Linked DNA regions of Zea mays: all the other regions are linked to region 2. The links are chromatin contacts, called in public Hi-C maps. All regions are on one chromosome and are shown on one strand. The core of a region is the stretch at or near the end of the contact, and the rest is flanking DNA. Distances in the headings are between cores, read along the strand shown. Region 1 holds the start of LOC103646204 (probable fucosyltransferase 7). Region 2 holds the start of LOC100281860 (gibberellin 2-beta-dioxygenase 7). Region 3 holds the start of LOC100275345.

Evidence for each region. A called contact is a pair of places that touch in the nucleus more often than the background predicts.
Region 1: a Hi-C map of ear shows a contact between it and region 2, with 2.3 times the contacts expected there. The contact joins the promoter of LOC103646204 here to the promoter of LOC100281860 in region 2. A contact is called at or near these places in 8 of 25 Hi-C or Micro-C datasets (bundle sheath, ear, endosperm and 3 more) and 1 of 3 datasets of contacts at active chromatin or transcription factors (leaf).
Region 3: a Hi-C map of ear shows a contact between it and region 2, with 1.6 times the contacts expected there. The contact joins the promoter of LOC100275345 here to the promoter of LOC100281860 in region 2. A contact is called at or near these places in 4 of 25 Hi-C or Micro-C datasets (bundle sheath, ear, leaf and 1 more).

What each region holds. Positions count from the first base shown.
Region 1 is chr2:29,142,141-29,145,599 of Zm-B73-REFERENCE-NAM-5.0, forward strand. LOC103646204 (probable fucosyltransferase 7) reads left to right here and starts at 1,730. Exons shown (of 2, transcript XM_008670929.3): 1 at 1,730-2,022; 2 at 2,392-3,459. The coding sequence starts at 1,770.
Region 2 is chr2:29,270,110-29,273,330 of Zm-B73-REFERENCE-NAM-5.0, forward strand. It overlaps LOC100281860 (gibberellin 2-beta-dioxygenase 7), which reads left to right and starts at 1,886. Exons shown (of 3, transcript NM_001154780.2): 1 at 1,886-2,480. The coding sequence starts at 1,981.
Region 3 is chr2:29,099,762-29,102,848 of Zm-B73-REFERENCE-NAM-5.0, forward strand. LOC100275345 reads left to right here and starts at 1,644. Exons shown (of 9, transcript NM_001149441.2): 1 at 1,644-2,172.

The DNA.
Region 1 (3,459 bases), core at 480-2,979, 130 kb before region 2:
GAAGTTATTTATTTCCTAAGGTTTGTTATAAAAGTTGTAGGAAGTTAAAAAACCGTAGGAAGTGTATGATTTTGATGTAGTGTAAAAAGTGCAGTTGTCATGAATTGCACAAACATGTGATAACAGATTTGGTTCTCTTTAAGGCTTGTTCGGTTGCATGAGGATATGAGGGATTGAGAAATTAAATCTCTCCCTATTCAATTTTAACTACCAATATATTTAATCCCTTTTTAATCACCTTTAATCCACTTATAACCGAACAAGCACTTAGAGAAGAAATAACTCTCCTCTACTTGCAGTTTGTTTGACTGCAAGTATCCGTGTTCCACGTTTACATAATGCAGCTGCTCATTAGTTAGTTCACTAGGGACCGTTCCGGGACCATATCATTCTTGTGTTTGGATCCCCTACGTTACTGTAGGTGCATGCGGTGCCCACGTGTCAGTGCCCTCACCTAATGTTGGCGGATCCCGATCCCCAACCCCTAGGACTTGGTAAATGCTTTGGCGGGTCGTGATCTCACTAGCCCTTTAAGGCCTTGTTCGTTTCCGTCGGATTGCACCCGGAATCGTTCTAGCTAATCAAAGTTTATATAAATTAGAGAAACAATCCGGATAAGAATCGTTCCGGCCTACCAATCCGACAGAAACGAACAAGGCCTAAGACCTTATTCGGTTAGGGGTGGATTAAGAGGGATTGTAGAGAATTCAATCCCCTTCTATATAAATTTAAATAGGAGAGAATTTAATCCCCTTCAATCTCCCTTAAATCCCTTCAAACCGAACAAGTCCTAAGGGTTTGTTCGGTTATTTTCAATCCATATGGATTGGAGGGGATTGATACGGATTCAGAGTGATTTTGACTTGTTAGGGATTGAAACCCCCTCAATCCATATGGATTGGGGTAGAACCGAAAGCCCTAATGAAATAAGAAGTGAGCTTTAGGCCATGTTTGGATACTCTAGTGTATTCACCCTAATCCACATTTGTTGAGGTGGATTGAGCTGTAAATTAAACTAATTTAGATCCCAATCCACTCAACACATGTTGATTAAGGCTAATACTAGAGTACTTAAATAAAGCGTTAAAGGTGAAAAGCAGTGTTTACTGACTGCTGAAGTGCTTCTAGCTAGCGATCAGCGTGTTTCTTAACTGCAGTAGTTTGCAGATTGAAAATGCGACATGCATGACAAACCTGACGGATCGTGCCAACTTAGAGTCCATGTCTAGCTATCAAACGATCCAAAGCAGCCAAGTGATGGGTCAGAACAGAACAAGGTAATAAAACCTCACTTGTCACCGTGTCGTGGATTAGCGGCCGGCGGTTCTGGTGATCAATAGTGAGCGTGGTCCGTCCTCTGTTCAGTTCCCGGTTGACGCCCTCGGCGGCGGCAACAATACCTGGGTCTCGGCCAAGCCGCCGGGGTACGCCGTACGCGTCGTCCTGAACGAAAGCCAGTTCGTCTCGTCGTTACGTACTCTCACATTGTCACATGGCTCGTCTAGTCGCATTTCTTGCCAGGAAGTCTTGCTCCTGCATGGATGGCCTAGTACAGCTGCATAGTGCCTCCGTCAATGCCCTGCTGGCTAGCTAACCATGGGCCATGGCACGATCGAAGCATTGACATAGCAAGCCTGACGTCCTACATGTTGCGTCTTCGAGCTGCTAGCTATCGAACTTAAGAAGCACGCCTATCAGCTCGCTAGCTGTCAGCAGGTAGCAGTGAGCCGGCCGGAACAGGCCGAATCACAGATAGATGGAACTAGATCATGCATAGCAAATCAGCAAGTTCTTTTCTAGGCAGCCAAGTGATGGATGTAACTGCATCTCACTTGTCACCGTCTCGTGGATCGGTGGCGCCACGGCGGTGGTCTCGAGCGGCCGCGCGGCCGACGGTTCTGGTGATCATGGTGAGCGTGGTGGCTGCCCTGCTCATGATGGCCGCCGTCTGCGGCCGGCTGATGCCGTTCACCGGCGGCAATACCTGGGTGCCGCCGGGAGTACGCGCCGCCGTGAACGCCGGTACGTGCGCACGGCTTCGTGACTGTGCTGCTCGCTTGCCACTAACCGCGGACAAGCGATGCATCATGCATGCATACATCATATAGAACCCCTCTGTCAGCAACATACTCCCTCCGTATAGGTTTTAGAGTACATTCGTATAGCACCCCGCTGTATCATTGCGCATAATTTGTTTTTTTGTTTTCGAAAAAAATTCTTCTTTTGTGATTAATGTGCTAAGCAATAAACTGTACGTAATCAACTCCGCCCATTCCACGTCCATGAAATTTAAGCTGCATATGCACGAACTACTGAACTAGCTTAAGCAACGTGCATGCAATTGCTGCTCTCTCTGAATTGATCTGATCCCCCTGTCTGCATGCTTGGTAGGCGCCGGTCCAATGGCGACAGTGCCAGATCCCCGCGACCGGCTTCTAGGCGGCCTCCTTTCCCCAGACTTCGATGACAGCTCCTGCCTCAGCCGCTACCGCGCCGCGCTCTACAGGCGGCCGTCACTGCATGCCATCTCGTCTTACCTCGTCTCCGCGCTCCGCCGTTACGAGTCGCTGCACCGCCGCTGCGGCCCCGGCACCCCCGCCTACGCGCGCGCCGTCGAACGCCTTCGCACGCCGCCGAACGCCTCCTCTACTACTACTAACTCCTCTGCAGGAGGGTGCAGCTACGTCGTGTGGAACCCGACCGAGGGCCTGGGCAACCGCATCCTCTCCATCACCTCCGCCTTCCTCTACGCGCTACTCACCGACCGCGTGCTCCTTCTCCACCGCGGCGGCAACGACCTCGACGACCTCTTGTGCGAGCCATTCCCGGGCTCCACGTGGATCCTGCCAGCAGACAAGGACTTCCCTATCCGTGACATCGAGCGGCTCACCGACCGGAACCACCACGAGAGCCTCGGCTCCGTGCTGAGGCGCGGCGAGGACCCCGGCGTGGCGCCATGGCTTTACCTGCACCTGCGCCACGACTACAGCGGGGCCTACCACGACCAGCTATTCTTCTGCGACGACGTGCAGGCCCAGCTGAGGCGCGTGCCATGGCTCGTGTTCTTGTCGGACAACTACATCGTTCCGGGGCTGTTCCTGATCCCGCGGTACGTGGGGGAGCTCGCGCGCATGTTCCCGCGCCGCGACGTCGTGTTCCATCACCTCGGCCGTTACCTGTTCAGCCCGAGCAACACGGTGTGGGACATGGTGATGCGGTACCACGGCTCGTACTTCGCCAAGGCGGACGAGCGCGTGGGGATCCAGGTGCGCAAGTTCCCTTGGTGGGCGCCCATCTCCACCGACGAGCTCTACGGCCAGATCCTCAACTGCTCGCAACGCGAGGACATCCTGCCCGGCGTCGGTGTGCGTGTGCCCGCGGACGACAAAACCACCGGCGCCGCGAACTCCAGCGGCCAGCCGGCAAAACAGAAGGCCGTACTCGTCGCGTCCCTGCACG
Region 2 (3,221 bases), core at 636-3,135:
GTTGTTGGAGACAGTTATGCGCTTTGTGAGGTTGTAGGGATGCCAAATCTCAAGTCGCAGACCAACCCCCTATCGGCCTGACGCACAACCCCCACCCGGGAGCCCTACCAAACTATCGACGACAGTGTCAATCACGTAGTCATCTAAAACACTGTTTTTATAATATAGACTATATTGTTCGCACTATACATAGTAAAGTTTGAATGTGAGCATATATATATATGAATGAATAAACTGTTGGAGATAACATTAAAAATACCAGGAAGCAACACCTCAGGGGTTCGTGCATAGGCGAAGATGTTTCAAAGCTTGCCTCAAGTATGGATGGGCTGATGGGCACCTTGATGATTCTACGCGCACTTCACTGACAAACAACACAGTTATACATTGTTGAGACTTGTATATTTGTTTTAGTCTATATAAAATTAAATTCTATATGAAACTACTTCAACACACGTGAATAGATTTTAAACGAATATATAGATATCTAAATAAGTCCGTATAGTCTTTTAGTTAAACTATTTTGAACTAGATTCATATTTATGACATTGAACTGATATTATTTGACTAATTATGTAACACATTTTTTATAGTATACCTATTCAAAGTTACAAATGTAGCTAGATATCCTTTCTGTGTTTTAATTAAACGTACAATTGTTTGACGTTTCAACGGGATAAAGTAGTACGTAGCAGATGTTTATCCAGGTAAACAAGATAATAATTTATCAGTTAATACCCTACGTATATACAATTATATCTACAGTTGAATCATGATCCATAATCCAACGAACCAGAAGACTCGTTTGCACGTAATATAAAATCTAATTGTACAATAGTCGCCGTCCTACATAAAACTGTAGAAAAGAAATATTTTTCTTTTTGCAGCCTTCGGATTATTACAACTATATAGCAGTCAGCTGTCACGCCCTTATTAGGCTATCCGTAACCGTTACCCCTAAATTTTTCCCTCTATATCACTTTTCCCCTCTATTTTTCCCCCTATTTTTTCATCTCCCGCAGCGGTTCCCCCTAAATACTCCTCTATACCCCACTAAAACTATAAAATATCATTTTCTATATCAACTATCAATTTTTTTATCTACTAACAATTACTCGTGGACCCACAACACAGTGTTTATGGTGATGAACAGTGACACGCTAGATCTGGGAGAGAGAAGGGTGCCGATGCGTAGGAGGCGCTGTAGGGGCACCGCTGCGGCTGTGGGGTGCCTCCTACAGCCGTGCATGGAAGGGGAGGGGGCCGCGTAGGCGCTGCCGTTGCGCACAGCCTTATAGTAGTGGTCAAGGAACACATCTAAGCAGGTACAGGGCCTGACTCGCCAATATAATACAAGCATGGTCAAAGTGAAACAGGGAGACGGGCGGGCCGGGGCTGCACTGTCAGCTTTAATTTCACATGGAGACATTAGTATTGTAGTACTCCCAAGAAGTCAGTGTAGTATATACTATTGTACCGGTACTGAGTCACTGTAGCAGGACTTGCACAGGGATGTGGCTCAGCTCAACTACTAGTACTAGCTTTATTATTCCAGCTCTCTACATCAATCCGCCCCTTGCACTTTTCGGTTTCAATGAATCCTCCCGTGGCCCGGCCGGTCAAATTTTAAAGACACGGCCCCCATAACTTGTTGCGTCCTCCGGCCCCCAAGTGTCGATCCATGGCCGTGCGAGTCGCGTGGCTCACCGTCGAACACCCGGGCCAGCCGAGCCACCATTCACCACCAAGGTGCATGCAACGAACCAAGAGAGGGGGCCGGGGCCGGGCAATGCAATGCCGGCCCCCCAGCTAGCCCTGCTCTCTATATATAGGGGCGGTGGACGTGCGCTTTGCTATGAGCCAGCCAGTGCTAGCGCATCGAGACCAGCAAGTGTGCACCAAGCTGCGTGCTACGTGTAGTAGCTATAGCTAGAGAGTAGTGTGATCACGCAGACACACACGCACACGCAAATATCTTACATGCGTTACGTAGCTGCCACTCCGACCATGCCGTCCCTTGTCGCGGAGAGCGCCGCCGAACCGCCTCTGGTGGACAGCTACCTGGAGCTGCTCCGGCGCGGCGGCGGCGGCGGCGGCATTGCGGCGGCGACCGAGGGCTGCGTGCAGGAGCGCGAGCTGCCCTTGATCGACCTGACGTGCCTGCAGGGCAGCGCGGGCGAGGCGGCGAGGACGACGTGCGCGGACGCCATGGCGAGGGCGGCCTCGGAGTGGGGCTTTTTCCAGGTGACCGGGCACGGCGTGAGCCGGGCGCTGTTGGAGCGGCTGCGGGCGGAGCAGGCGCGGCTGTTCCGGCTGCCGTTCGAAACCAAGGCCAAGGCCGGGCTTCTCAACGGCTCCTACCGCTGGGGCGCCCCCACGGCCACGTCGCTCCGCCACCTCTCGTGGTCGGAGGCGTTCCACGTCCCGCTCGCCAGCATCTCCGGCACTGCCTGCGACTTCGGAGAGCTCAGCTCCTTGAGGTAAATTAAAGCTTGCTGCTTTGCACAATTGCACTGCACTGCACGTAATTGCGTGTGGGCCTACCTGCCTGCTATAGCTAGCTAGCTAGTACCCAACTTGTTACTGTAGCCGTTGTTTACGGGCTAGTTGCTAGTTTCTATATATGGGGTGAGGGGGTATAAATTAAACGCATATTATTATTATTATTATCATCAGCCGCCTTCTCAATCATATGACCATGTAATGCCTGTCAATATATAACAGAGACGTACGCTGGGTATCTTTTTAGTGAGCCAAATTAAAAGGAAGAAGAGAAAAAAAAAGGTGGAGTCGACATGCTATCACATATATGTGCATCTCGTAGGTCGTACGTAGCCGCAAGCACATCGGCACATGTGTGCTTCGGTGCTCCACCCGTGGTATATAGCATGCACCTTAATATCTTCTAGGGCACATGTAGCAGCAGCTGGGCCGGGTGTGTGTTTTCCTTTCCGTGGTACGTACTATGACGTGACCAAACAGTGGTACTGCATTATTATTTGTACCTACGTCTCGCACGTACTGCTGTGCTACCAATAATATGTATATGATTTCTGATAGTTCAACGGCCGGCGAACACATGTACGTACACCGCCTGCCTGCCTGCCTGCCTGAACTTGGCTTTCGACCTTTATGTTCCGGCGCTACGAGTCAATGCTTGGTGATATCATGTGTGCGGTGGTGTACGCGACCACGAAACATGGGATCTTTTAGTACACGAA
Region 3 (3,087 bases), core at 394-2,893, 170 kb before region 2:
CCTAGGTCAAGGCCAATAACACAATATTGAACCTATCTCCCCAAACCAAATTTCCTAATTTTTAGTGATCTACTAGATCGACCGGTGCTTTGGCAAACCGTTTACTAGATAATTTATTCTACAAAATCAGTTTATATGAGCATTATGGCGGTGGTGGAAGCCGGAAGGTGCTCACAAAGGCTACAATGGAGGTGAGAGTGTGGGCACTGAAGGTTAGCATTTGCGTAACCCTAAAAGTAGTGGATGATTTAATTTGTAACATAACAGAGGGGTGCAAAGTATCGCATGAAGCTGAAGCCGAAAGCCGAGCTAGAAGCTGAAGCATTACACAAAATCAGAAGTGCTGGTCCGGTGGATTTTTGTTGAGTTGTGCCGAGTCCTAGGAATCGGGGGCTGCATCTAATGTAGATAACTCGGCTACCAAGGAGGATAACTCAGGCCAATTATAATGAGTATTAATAAGATCCAATTTTCAGAGTCAAATATACTCGAGTTGATCACTCTGTTAAGTCAGACTCGAAGGCTACTATTAAAAATATATACTAGGGGTGCCTAATACATTCCAACAAAAAAAGAGGTTGATTTGTGGGCCTCGGGGACTTGGACTCAGACACTAGGGTACTCGGCCCACATGTCAGAACAAGATCCGCCTACATGAAATAGATAACATAAGACATCTTTAGCACATTCTGATCTATAAGGGAGTCCACATGTAGGAGGTGTCAATCAGTTTGTTCTTCATCCTTATCTAGCTAGAGTTTAGATAGGCTTTCTGTAATCAACCGTACTTCTTGAACTATAAAATGGGGGTGGTAACACATATGTAGAACAAATTATCTGATCATATTGTATAGACAATATTCACAGTATTATATCGTATTGAGATCTTGAATCTGTATAAATCCTCGTGGTCTTTGTGTATTCACGTTAAGTTCTTGATCTCGTGTTCCGTCCTATAATTTTTTGTGGATTTTTTTCTTAACAACCGTGTATAGTTATATTGGAAATTCATCTATTGAACTGAATGTGCACATCTGATTCACGTAAACAAAGCAAGGAGTACTAAAATTTGCACCGTGTGGTCCTCGATGAAATAAAAAACATTTCTAAAATATGAATAGCAGTACTTTTGTAATTAATTCAAAAAGGTAGATAAAATCAACCAACATACACCGAAAAAAGTTTGGCAGCCCAACAAAAAAAAGTTTTTCAAGGTAGAGAAAGATTCGGAAGCTGTCTCATAGAGTCATAGGCCATGTTTTGCAACCAGAAACATTTCCAATTCTTGCGGGAATCAGTAGAAGCACCTATCAAATACTTAGGCTACAAGAAAAACGTTTCACTTGAGAATCGGCATCCTGTCAAAAGCTGTCTTATAGTATAAAATTTAGAGCACATTGTCACCCTAATTCTGCTAAACGCATCCTTAGTTTTTGTAAATTCTGGTGCTCTTGTTTTGAACTGGTTATGAAATCTACACAGAGAAACCGCAATACAATTTCTCAAGCTGAGACTGGAAGTGCAAAACAGAGAAAAAGGAGTTGGGATTTTAAAAATCATGAGCGTGTTGCTTTCATGGCATGACCACACGAGGGAGCTGCAACGGTACCAACCAAGAAGGGAAAGGTGCAGACGAGGGGGAACCTAAGCTAGAAACCAATAGTGGCAATTATTGTTCGGAGGCCATCGCCGCTGGTGGGCGGTGGCTTCCCCTTCCCCTGTATTAGCAGCGAGGAGGCAGCAGCTGAAGCTCTCGTCTCTGCCTCTCCGGACCTCCGGTGAACTCCAACAGAGACCACCTCCTCCATCCGTCGGTCATCCATCTGTGATTCCTTTTGCGTGTGCAAGTTGTTAAATCGGCACACGGCCTCCGCTTTTGGAGTGGAGAGGGGCATATACGGTTTACTGGTGCGCCCGGGGCCGCCGCTTTTCCCGCTGGCCTCTCCCCGGCCGTCCCATTGGAGCGCGCAAAGCTGGGCGGCACCATTTAAAGAAGCAAACTGCACTCCACCATTAGCAGCACCAAGGCACCACCACCAAGCGCACCGCCACGCCACACGATCTATAACGCGCAGGCAGGCGAGGATCAGACCGGCCGGAGCTTGCCTTCTCCGTTGGGGTTCCTGCTTGCCGCGGCGCGAGAACAGATATATTGGATCGGATTTGTGCCGGGTAAGTTTGTTGAGAAGGATTATTCGTGCCGCCCGTGCTTCTAGCTGGTTGATCCTGGCCCGGCAGGATCTGGACCGGCATCCCTTTGCCCCGCGTTCTTTTGGATTGCTTCTTTCGCCGGAATCGCGTGCGTAGTTTAACTAGGTTTTGGATTTGGTATATGAACTCTCGTGTGAAAATTCAGTTCCTTGCCAGCGCCTTGCATGCAGATTGTACGGCCACAGTTGATTGGCGGTGTCTGACTTTCTGTAGTACTTTACTAATCATTGTCACCGCTAGATTTGGTTTCCCTAGGTCATTTTCTAGTACTTATGAACTGCAGGTGTAGGCTGTCCAGGTCCCTGTCCACAATTATCTTTCTTTTTTAATGAGCTTACCTTTGTTGTTCCGAGGATTTGTATGCAGCCAGCATACTCAGTTATGCTTAATTTTGCCTACCGATTTGATCACTTGGTGTTCTAGTGTTGTGCTCTCCGTACGGTTTATGCAAATTTGTCAGTTGCACAACTGACTGATCGTTTCAATTTGATTCAGAGACTAGCGGAGCGAAAGAAAATCTGTTTCTAAAGCATACGTCTTCATCTTCATGTTTCTTGAGCTTCTTTTTTTGCCAGTAGTCTTCACGTAGAAGTTTCGAGATTCATTCCTATGTCAAAGCAAATCTGTTACTCTTTCTGGCCCAAAATAAATACACATCTCGCTTCACGAGAAGTCATAGTTTTTGAAGTTTGACTAAAAACATAGAAAAAAAAACTGAATATCTAGCATGAACTTATTATAAAAGTGTACTTGATAATACTACTTATCATACATTTTATATAAATTTGATTAAATTTTAAGACGTTTGATTCGTCGGGAAGCGAGATGTGTGTATATTTGGAATGGGTAGTTCGGAAGGTTAACTTTCTTTGATAT